Regions from separate parts of the Mus musculus genome. Here region 2 is linked to region 1. A link is a contact called in public Hi-C data. All regions are on one chromosome and are shown on one strand. The core of a region is the stretch at or near the end of the contact, and the rest is flanking DNA. Distances in the headings are between cores, read along the strand shown. Region 1 has its middle 85 kb from the start of Gm31427. Region 2 overlaps Sox5 (SRY (sex determining region Y)-box 5).

The links. Hi-C and Micro-C count contacts between places; a contact is called where the count stands out from the background.
Region 2: a contact with region 1 is called in a Hi-C map of the HPC-7 cell line, with 2.2 times the contacts expected there. The contact joins two enhancer-like sites. A contact is called at or near these places in 2 of 484 Hi-C or Micro-C datasets (the G1E-ER4 cell line and the HPC-7 cell line).

The regions. Positions count from the first base shown.
Region 1 is chr6:143,365,202-143,370,992 of GRCm38.p6, reverse strand. No RefSeq gene overlaps it. Among named protein-coding and RNA genes, the nearest start is that of Gm31427, 85 kb to the left of the region's middle. Within about 2 kb of position 2,947, at least 17 of the 459 cell types and tissues checked have an H3K27ac peak or open chromatin away from gene starts, as enhancers often do. A contact at or near this core is called in the HPC-7 cell line, where this site is marked.
Region 2 is chr6:143,829,956-143,835,746 of GRCm38.p6, reverse strand. It overlaps Sox5 (SRY (sex determining region Y)-box 5), which reads left to right. Exons shown (of 15, transcript NM_011444.3): 14 at 335-551; 15 at 2,180-5,791. The coding sequence ends at 2,483. Among named protein-coding and RNA genes, the nearest start is that of Gm52484, 61 kb to the left of the region's middle. Within about 2 kb of position 2,471, at least 12 of the 459 cell types and tissues checked have an H3K27ac peak or open chromatin away from gene starts, as enhancers often do. A contact at or near this core is called in the HPC-7 cell line, where this site is marked.

The sequences.
Region 1 (5,791 bases), core at 1,698-4,197:
TGGCTTTGACAATTACTGAGGGGTAACCCATAATCTACTCTTCTAACTGCAGGCCTGGCTACCTCCCCAGTGGTGCACCCCAGATACTTGCTGTTTCTCCTGGATGTGTGCTCATGGTTCATCTTCCCTCATGGTGGCTTCCTCCTCCTCCCCCTCCTCCCCCTCCTTCCCCTCCTCCTCCTCTTCCTTCTCCTCCTCCTCCCCCCCTCTCCCTCCTCTTCCTCCTCTTCCTCCTCCTCTTCCTTCTCCTCCCCCCTCCCTCCTCTTCCTCCTCTTCCTCCTCCTCATCCTTTTCATCCTCCTCATCCTCTTCATCCTCCTCCTTCTTCCTCTTTCCTCGACATCTCTTTTCCTCCAACCTAGTCAGTCCTAACCAACCTACCTCTAATCCCTCCAGTAATTGGCTGTAGCCAACTTTATTTAACCAGTAGTTTTAAACCAAGGAACAAGGCTTGCACAACAAAAGCTTGCAAACATGAGCAGTCACTCTTAGGCCTAGACCTTCAGGTACAGAATTTAGCCTTACAATACATAGCAATAGACCAAACCTCACAGGGGTTCTCTTAACTCTGCCTCAACTAGATGGAAGATGAGCAACAACTTCCAAAAGATGTCTTCTCACCTCCACATGTGCACCATGAGTCACAAACATGCACATGCGTACACACACACACATATACATGCATAACACAAGCATATACAACAAATATTTTAAAAACCAGGAGATTTGAAAGAAAATGCCTATCACAGGACCCTGCTCTTTTACCTATATTACATTTAAACTGATTTGTCGATATATAATTGCATATTATCTCACCTGTTTGTATCTTTACCTCTGTTATCTAATTTGACAATTTTTAACTCTCCCCAAAAAGAGGATTCCCCTATCTCTTAGCATCCAGTCCTTACTCTCCCTCCGTGTGCAACCTGCACGCTCGAAGTCTCTAGACAGCTGTGGCATACGTGGGCGGCTTTCCCAGCCCTGGAGCACTAACTTGGGGTTTCAAGCCTGGCTGTTTTCACTCAGTTAGGATTCTCCGTGTTCATTTCTTACTCTGGTGTGTGTGTATACTTCACTCCTTGTTGAGGTTTGGTCATTTGCTGTATAATGCTAGACATTAGCCCCCAAGGCCTGGCAGCCCCAAGAGATAAGAGAATCTGCCCGTTCACAAGTGATGCTATGTAAACTGCGCTCCAAGTTATCCCTGATTGGAGAATTAAGATGTCTACAGCCTATAGCTGGGCAGATGAGAGACAGGTAGAGTTGGGTCCCTGGGCTGGGGATCTGAGGACAGACCATAAGGATGAGAAGGAAGAAAGCAGAGAGAGGAGAGACACCAAGGGGTATGTGAGTTATGAAAACAAGGCCATGAGGGCTGGCCGATTGGAGGTAAGAGAAGCTCAGATAGAATATAGCAAGTTGTAATTCAGGGTTATTGATGGGGAAGTAGATTCTAATAGCTGCCCAGCTCTAGTGCTGATTAAGGCTTATTATAAACATAAAGGTTGTGTGTCTTTTATCTGAAAACTGAATGATCAAAGGTGTGGTAGAAACCCCCAAATTGAGATTAAATATTTCCTACTACAATTCTTTTTATGGCTGAATCTGTAGCACGTGGTATTTAGGCAGTCATCTTTGATAGGCATATAAGTTGTTTTCTTCTTGGGTAGGGTTATAAACAGTGCTGATATAAACATTTACAAACAAATTCAATGCATATGTATTTCTGTGGCATGTCTGGGTACCCTAGTTGATGTTCCTATTGCTGTGGTAAACATCATGACCAAAAGCAACTTGGGAAGGAAGAAAAGGGCTTATTTTATCTCACAACTCTCTCACTCTCCATCACGGAGGAAGTTTGGGTGGGAATCTGGAAGGAGGGACGGAAGCAGAGGCCTCAGAAAAATGTTCCTACTGGTAAGCCCTTGTGGTTTTGCTCCGTTTGCTTTCATAGACACTCCAGGGCCCTCCCATATCAATTACTGACTTGTCTGCCTGTGGGCCAATTTGATGGACACACTTTCCCAACTGAAGTCCCGTTTACCCAGAAGGCCCTGGCCCATGTCAAGTTGACAGAAACCTAACATTTTACAAAACAGGCAGCCTTCTGTCTGAGCCTTTTGTTTGTCTGATTCGCTTTGCTTGTTTTAGTTTGGCCGTTGTTGACATTGTTGTTTTGAGACAAGGCATCACTGTGTATTCCAAGCTGACCTCACACTATGGCAATCGTCCCGTCTCACCATCCTAAGCACTGGGGTTGTAAGCACGAGCCACCACACCCGGATCAAAAGTTTTCATTTCTCCAAATCCCCTGTGACTCGTGGAACCTTCTGCCTTTAACAGGCTGGGCGCAAGGTGAAACCCGGTATCTTTCCCACGAGTTTGTTGACGACTTGGATAACTTTCTGAGTATGCATCTGCTCCGATCCTTTGCTTTTTTATGATTGATTTACTTGTTTTTACTACATTTTTACTTACAGTGTTCTAATTGACAAATCATAAACTTGAAATGCATGGAGAACAATGTGGCATTTGATGTGTGTACACAGTGCAGAGTAATTAAATCAAGCATCATCAATGTGTCCATCATCTTCCTTGACATTTGTTGGGTGATACACTGGAGTTTTGCTGTCCATCATCTTGACTGTAGTCACTTGACAGTGCTACACATCTCAAAGCTCTTCTTTCCTTCCGCCTTCCTTCAGACCTTCTCTCTGGTAACTTGCAGACCACCCTCCTCCCCATCCCAGCCTCTGCTAACCCCATTCAGCTCCTAGGGAATCAATTTTTCTTGCATATCATGACATCACAAAGTCTCTGCCCGCCTGTGTGTGGGCTTACTTCACTTTGGTGCGTATTCTGTAGAAGATGGCTGCAGAGCAGTGCCCTGAGTATCCTCTGCCACAGAGAACAAGGAAGTGTCAGGAATAATGAACAGCTTGATTCTGACAGGCAGCTGAGACCCAAGAACAAAGCAAATTGCAACTGAAGCCCCAGCTTCCTGAGCTGCTGATGACAGGATGGGTCCAGCTGGCCAAAGAGAAGCTAGAAAATACCAGGCATCTCCAGCAGAGCAGTAGACTGGCCATCCCAACTAGAGATGTCCACAGACTCCCACAAGCTTTAAATCCGCTCTGCTAGCTGGTTAGAGTTGAAGTGACAGCCCTGCTACAGAAAAGGAACTCAGGCTGAGCCCTCTCAATGCCCCCAGAAGCCCAGTTGCTATTAATACAACTGCCACCTCTTTGTCACCCTGACACAGAGGGGAGGCTAATAGATTCGTCAAGGACACTATCAGAAGCCTCAGGCCTGAGAATGGAAGGCTAGCCACTCAACACCCAGCAGCAAGACCAGCAGCTGCCACAGGCATAAACCTGCTCCATGGGAAATCCAAATCCTGTCCCTTGGGAGCATCCAGGGGTCTCATCTGTATCCTAAACCCCCAAGGCACGGCTGTCAGCATCACACTTGTTGTGCTTCAAGAAAAGGGTTTCTCCGCAGCCCAGACTTGTCACTGATGCTACGCTATCACTCACACTCACCCCATGAGATCGAGGGAAGGTCACATCCATGTTCTGCATCTCCAGTACTATGGTACCAACAACCACACTACCTGGTAGCATTAATATTTCCTCTGTCCATTCTCTGAAGCTCTACACCAAGGGATACCAAAGCCACAAGCCATCCATGCATGTCCCCACAATGTAGATAAGTTGTCTGTCTTCTAAAGCCTATACCTCGAGGAATGTAAACAACCAAGCAGCAAGCCCAAAAATGTCTCAGGGGTAGATCTCTGCAGACCCTTAGCACTGAGACCACGGTCATGGCCACAAAAGGCCCTGCCATATCCTATACAAATAAAACTGTAAAAGCTTTTGCCAAAAGTACTGAAGTACTTTTGAAGCACAAAAGTAATACATGAACTCACCGAGACTGCAACAGCACATGTAAGACCAACCCAGGTTCAAACCAAAGAAAATTCCAGAATTAAGGAGAGAAAATAAACACAAAGTTCTACCCATAACCAAGGAGAAATTTACAACAGTTGATACCTTCTGGGCAAAGGACTACTAGTTTTCACCAACGGGATAGCAACCACTATCCAGGGCAAGCTGGGGGCTCAAGGGTAGCTGGTCAATGCACACACATACACAAACACACACACACACACAAATGGATTCTCTGTTTTGTTTTGTCTTATTGATTTTTCTGCTAGTTTGTTTTGATTTTATAATTTATTTTTGTTTTGAAAAAGAAAGAGAGAGAAAGAACATCAAGTTGTATGGGTTGGGATGTAGAAAGGATATGAGAGGAATTGGGGGAGGACCAGGAATATGATCAAACATGTTATATGAAAAAAATAAAGAAAAAGAAACAGAAAAATAAGGACACTGAATTCCTGCTGTTGCGGAAGGCTCAGGGTCCCTGTGCTCACACATAAGCACCAGGGATACCAGGAACATTACACACACAGACTTGTTTCTTCACTGGGCTGGGATATATAACCACCATCATGGTGGTTAATACTCTGGTTGTCTGTAGGGCCACACCCTAATCCCACAGACTATTATATTTAACCCAGACCTTTCCTCTCTAGGTCTTTATATTGAGCATTGTGTCTCAGTCCAGAGAAATTCTTAGGTGAGATGTCACAAAGACTTTATAGCTTGATGACCTAGACCACACCAGATCCTCTCCTAGGCCCATGAGCTGTAGAACCCATTCTTATGGAAGAGGTCACATATAACTCTGCAGAAGAGTTTCCATGTAGTCAACCTTTTTTCCAAACTTGTACTTACATTTGTCTAAAGTAAGCTGTCAGGGGTCAGGCTCTACAAGTTGGAACCAACACCCTTGACTGAGTCATGCTGAGTCATGCTGAGTCGTGCTGAGTCATGCTGAGTCGTGCTGAGTCGTGCTGAGTCATGCTGAGTCGTGCTGAGTCATGCTGAACCCGATTTCCTTCTTGCCACACTCAGTTGTTACTCAGCCAGCCCTGGTGTTTGCATAGTCTCCCACACTGCTATCACCAGATTTTAGTTTCATTGGACTTCTGGAAATGCACAATGGGAAGCCATGTCTAGTGCAGAATCAAGCCACTGTGTTCATGAGCCCTTGCAAGCCAGACTACAGAGGCACTCACAGATACTGCTTGTAAAAACTACAGCTGAAGAAATCTCATGGATGTTCTGTTTGTGGATGGTGTGTGTGAGTGTGTGTGTGTGTGTGTGTGTGTGTGTGTGTGTGTGTGTGTGTGTGTGTGTGTGTGTATGGGAATGCACATCTTTGTGTATGCATGTGCATGTGGAGGCCAGAGGCTGACATTGCTCTCCACCTTATATCTTGAAGTAGGGTCTCTCACTTGAACCCAGAGCTCACCAATTCAGCTGATCTCCCTTACCAGAATGTCCTGGGGGGTCCCTTGTCACTATTTCCCAATCACTAGAATTACAGACTAACCACACCCAACTGGCATTTTTATGGATGCTGGGAATACAAACTCCAATCCTCCTGCTGGCAAAGAAGTATTGCCCCCACCCTCATCCCCACCCCACCCCCATCCCCAAGCCATCTCTCCATCCTGCAGAGTCTGGGAAGTTCCTATCCAACAGAATCCTGGATCTCATATAAATCAAAGGATATTTTCCTACCAAACCTCTGCCATAAAATTTGGAGGAGTGGCTAACAGATGTCTAGATATCATGTAGCTATATGTGAAATATGAAAAATCATTGCACCTCAAAAACCACCAGGAGATTTAAATTTCTCCAGAAATAGATCCTGATTTGA
Region 2 (5,791 bases), core at 1,222-3,721, 470 kb before region 1:
TCATGTGGAGCGTTTATCGATGTAACTGCGTCCTATGAAATTCTTGAGCTTTTCAGTGCATAATAAGCAAGTTTAGTTAAACTGTTCATTCAAGTCAAAAATAATACACTGCCCAGCGCCTGTGTCTTTGGGTGCATAATTTTCTTGCAGACACCCCTGTTCTTGTGAAATCTCGCCTTTCAAGTTGATCTTGCTAATCAGAAACATGTTTATATAGCTCTGGCTTTTGGCCAACATTTTCTTTCAACTTCTTTCTTGTTCTCCACGGCATCTCCTTTTTTTAGGATTCTTAGAAACACTGCAAATTGGCATTGTAACCTCCTTGTCTCCACAGGATCTCGCTGGAAAGCTATGACCAACCTAGAGAAACAGCCATACTATGAGGAGCAGGCCCGCCTCAGCAAACAGCACCTGGAGAAGTACCCGGACTACAAGTACAAGCCTAGGCCAAAGCGCACCTGTCTGGTGGACGGCAAGAAACTGCGTATCGGGGAGTACAAGGCCATCATGCGGAACCGGAGGCAGGAAATGCGACAGTACTTCAACGTTGGGTATGGGAACTTCCTGTGTCACACAGAGCCACCTTCCCAATACACACACACACACACACACACACACACACACACACACACACACACGACTCTCCTCAATCCCCTTTTCTACTCATTTCCAAGGCAACCTTTTGAAATGAACCTGCAGCCTTCTTTCTAAGATTATTTTGTACCCTATATGAAGCCATAAATACCTACATACTGTCTAGACAGGCAGTTATCTATTTGTTTAGAGGGGGAGCCACTGCAAGCTGCCTGCTCCTCTGAGGGTTTTATCCCAACTTCTCTGAAGGCAGATCCGATTCAACCATAAGCATCGTCTTTATGCTTGCAGTTAGAACCTTAGAGGTATGCTGGAGGTAGCCAGTTCTTTGCCTGGCTGGTGCTCATGACTTCCAATGTTGTACCATGATAGGTTTCACCACTGGCAGCTTTGTTGAGATAACACAACCTAAGAGGGATTCCAGTTGAATCACAGGTTTCTGTGGATTTGCTGAGCCACCCCTCCCCCACCACACATATACCCACACGCATGAACACACAACTCCTGTGTGGATATCTCATATAGTAGAAATTAGATTTAGGACACAGCAAGTTTGTGGACAGGAGCGTTCCATCTGAACTTGAACCTGCCCGGAGGATGTTCCCTCTGCTTCCCATAGAGAGTTCACGCACAGTGATGTTGTGTGCTGCCTATAGTAACACTGTGGGAAACTCAAGACACGCAGGGATAAAGTCACTCATGCCGGAAACAGTGGCGTCCAGCAAACTTAGGAGAGCAAACACCATTCTGATTATAGTCGGAAGGAGGATGGATAATAAAAGAAAAGTGGTGGTACCTGCCACACGCCCTCCATTCCTTTGAAAGAGCCAGTGTGCTCTATGCAAGGTTCATGGTGGGTGGGGCCTTTTTCTGGAGTCCAGAGTAAATCTTCAAAAGACTGAGAGAAGGAAGCCCACATGAATGTCTGTGAACTCACCCTGACAGGACCAGCTAAATCTGTCTCTAAGGTCCAGTACAAACCCGAGAAGGTGGAGTTCCCAGGTTAAAGGATTTAGAGAGTCCATGGAGTGGGACAATAGAAGCAGGCGTAGGTGATTTCTGAGGTGGTTTGTCTGAGGCTAGCCCTGACTCTGATCCCCCAAAGGGCTAACACCATTTCACACAGTAGGTGGATAACATGTTACCTTCTCATGTTTGAGGGACTCATAATGTTATTTTGAAAGTTGTAAATAGTTTAGAGGTCCCCCCCCACTCTGGTCCCCATTATACTTGAACTATCTTTAGGCTCCATTGTGAGAAAAACAAAAGTCAGACACCTCCTGGTCATAGTGAAGCCAAAGTGATCTGGGAGTCAAGGTCTTGGGTAAATTTGCTTATTTCCCCCCTATGCCACATTTTCCCCTAATAATAATAAAGTAGGACTACCTCAATTATCAAATGGCAATTCTTAATGCCCCCGGATCTATGAAGCACAATGCGGGCAGGTAAGACGCTAGAATCAGCACAGGATGTCACATGAACATGTTGGCTAATTGGGCGAATGCTGGTTCGGTTCGAGTGAGGCGGTACCGAGGCAGTCAAGCCGAGACCTCCCGTGCACACTCACCTTCTCTTTCTGTGACAGGCAACAAGCACAGATCCCCATCGCGACGGCCGGAGTTGTATACCCCAGCGCCATCGCCATGGCAGGAATGCCGTCCCCTCACCTGCCCTCCGAGCACTCGAGCGTGTCCAGCAGCCCGGAGCCCGGGATGCCCGTGATCCAGAGCACTTACGGCGCCAAGGGAGAGGAGCCCCACATCAAGGAAGAGATCCAGGCTGAGGACATCAACGGAGAGATTTACGAGGAGTACGATGAGGAGGAGGAGGACCCGGATGTGGATTATGGGAGTGACAGCGAAAACCACATTGCGGGACAAGCCAACTGATAAGGGCCAACAGACTGTGGTGAGCCGAGGACTTGAAGAAGCCCTGTCCGGTTCATCCTTCCCAGTGGCCAAGCACATTAACTCTCTCATACACTGACTGTTATTTTAACTGTTAGTCTTATATAGTTGGGACATCAGCTGACAAATAGACCTCAGCCTCAAAAGGCTCGGAAAGAAAAGAAAGAAAGAAAGAAAGAAAAAAAATTACAAGCAAAAACGTCATCAAGAAGAAGAGATCGAAATAAGCTATGGGTTAAACAGTGCCAGTAACTCAGCTGCTACACCCCAGCACTGAAGTCTCACCCGTCAACTTTTTTTTTTTTTAATAAACTTTATGGCTGTTTGTTCTATATTAGAAATCCTCACTCAGGTACACAGTGCCAACAAGTGGCTTGTGAATGTGTTATGTTGTTCTGTGCTACAATTTTTAAAAAGAAATAAGTTTTGTTCTGTTCTGTTCTGTTTGGGGGCGGGGGGAGTGGGGAGGAAGGGTGGTTCTGGGTTTGCTCCTCTTTTCTTTTCCTTTTGGTTGTTATCTTGCACCTGACAGACAGGGGGAAGACTGCGGTCAGTTCCCTCCACCCTCTATCTCTCTGCTTTAAAGATGGAGGCATGTGCGAGGGGCTGGGGGCAGAGAGGAAAACAAGAGCCTGTGTTTGCCTTCATTGCTTCTACACAACAGAGTCAACAACCGTTTTCCTTAGAGACCCCTAACCCTTGCACGAGACACCATATCTTTGAGCAAGTGCCAAATTCGTCCCGAAGCGATCACCATCTTCATTTGCTTGTCCCCTCCTTTCTTCTCGTCCCTTCTTCCGTTAGGACAGTGTTAAACCTTTAGACAGTCCCTGAAAAGAGCTGACACACCAGCAACTGGTGAGACTGCTTTTCGTTTTGTTTTGTTTTGTTTGTTTTTGGTTTTCTACTTTTTTTCTTTTCTTTTTCTTTTTAATGGAAACTGTAGGTGCCGTTCTCAGGTGAAAAGAGAGAGAGACAGAAATTTAGAGAAAAAAATATTTTCTGATCTTGGATTTCTGTGTGTGTGTGTGTGTGTGTGTGTGTGTATGTATGTGTGTAATCATGGTACATTAGATACATTCCTATTGGGGAATAATGTCAGGCCATTGTGAGCAACACCCTCCATGTGGGAATAGAATTCCACCCCTCCCGAGCAAGTGGGCTTAGAAGCAATCTCAACCTTGACTTTGCACTTCCAGGGGCAACGGGACCAAGTGTAGAGCTCAGAAATTCTATTTTTCAATTTCTAGTATGCTCATTGTCGGGTGGACCTGGCGGCCCTGTGTCCCGGGCACGTGCATGGCAGGCATGGAAGTTACCAGCTTCTGGAGGCTCCTCCTCCCTGGACAATTTGCTTTTTCTAATGTTTGCTACTTAGTGACCCGTGTGTGCGTGTGTGCGTGTGTGTTTTTCCTGTTGAAACTTTGAGCAAAGCAATCATGATTTTGACTGAATCTATTTGCCATTTTCCAGAAATACAGAATTAGCTTATGTCTCCGATGTTCCATCCTTTCCTGACGAGGAAACATAATTGATGGTTTTATAAGATTTTCTTTTCGTCTCTCCATGCAACGAGGTTAGAGACTGTTTGCATTTCACAAGTGTGGGCCATGTGTATTTGATACCCCAAGGACCAGGATTTGGTTAAACTTCACTGCAGCACCACAAAGTGGAGCCTAGATGCACAGAGAGACCCCTTAACCAGTATAATGGTCCTTCACTGTAATTTGAGCTTGCTAGAGATCAATTGCTGGTGCTGGCAGAGTGCAGGCTCAGAGCAATAAGCAAGTATGAGTGGACCAATGACTCCAATCGACAACCAAAAGGTCAAGGCAGTGGTAGGCAGACAACTGCAGCCACTTCGGGACCCTCCCAACTGTGTTTAAACGGAGAGAGCACCTCAGCCAGGGGCGTAGTTGTGTTCCTGTGTTCCAGTCCTCTCATGTTGCCAAATGCCACCCTCAAGTTTGTTTTCCATACATAAATAAGTAAAAGAGGAGAAGGAGGAGGAGGAAGAGGAGGAGGAGGAGGAGGAGGAGGAGGAGGAGGAGGAGGAGGAGGAGGAGGAGGAGGAGGAAAACAAAACTCCTTTCTGTTTTTTTCTCGCTCAGAAGGTCTTGCTTTGAGGTTTTGCTCGGAGGAGCCCATCACACCTGCATGTCAGAGGTTTTCTGTTCATGGGATTTTGTTTTTGTTTTTGTTTTTTTCTAATGACTGTATTTTCATTTGAATTGCCTCTTTTTGCTAGTGTAAAATTATGATTAAATAATAATAATAATAGTAATAATAATAACAGTCAGCTGTTCCCAGATTAGTAAATTATGTATAATTTATTTTATTTCTCCCTATTTTATTCTGCTTTGGATTTGGAAGCTGTTAGGTATTTAAAACTAATTTCTATTTCTAACTCATACACACATACACACATAGACACACGTCTGTATGTGTACGTACACACAAATACTTGCTTCTCCACCCGTAACTTGCTCTGTGTTAACAGTTTTAGCCCCGGTAGCATTGGTTCTGGTATTTCATATGAAGCGGTGAATTAAGAGGAATGTCATGTTCAATCTTAATTAACTTATGCTCTTTCCTCTCATCTTAGTTATTTAATTACCAATTATCTAGAGCCAGTTTTTGTTTTTGTTTGTTTTGTTTCGAAACACTCTGAATAAGAAAAAAAAGACACTTGTTTTTATACAATTATAACGCATACAATGTGAAAACAGATTTATTAAAAAAAAAAAGTTTCTCTGCGTCTTAACAAATTTCTCCTGACTGATGTGGGTTCTCCACTCTCATGTGCTGGGTCCCTGTCTCACAGCACATTCGAGACAAGCTTGGTTTTCATTTCCTGACCTTGGGCAACAAGAACACTTTGTTTTAGCTCCAGGTAGATGCTGCTGACAGGCATCCAAGGCCAAAACAGCAGTGAATCAGAGCAAACTCACTCTCTGGTTTGCTTTTGATTTATTTGAGGGAAACTGAAACTGTGCATGGTAACCTGTAGCTGCTGAAACTCTCCAGTTGAGTTGAGTTTATGTTCATAACTGAACTGTGCCCAGACAAAACCACAAAGCAAGCCCATAATGACATGCCATTCTCTGTCTGGACATTTTCTTCAGCACATGTTGGCTCTGCTTTGCCCAAGAGTTTTCCCTAGGGGACAACAACAGCAAAGGTAATTCTACTCATGGCTAAAGTACACATAGGTCACTTGGGGGAAAGCTGCTGTAAATAGCGACTTAACGATAACAACACAATGCCCTTGCTCCATTGGTTAGGTGATG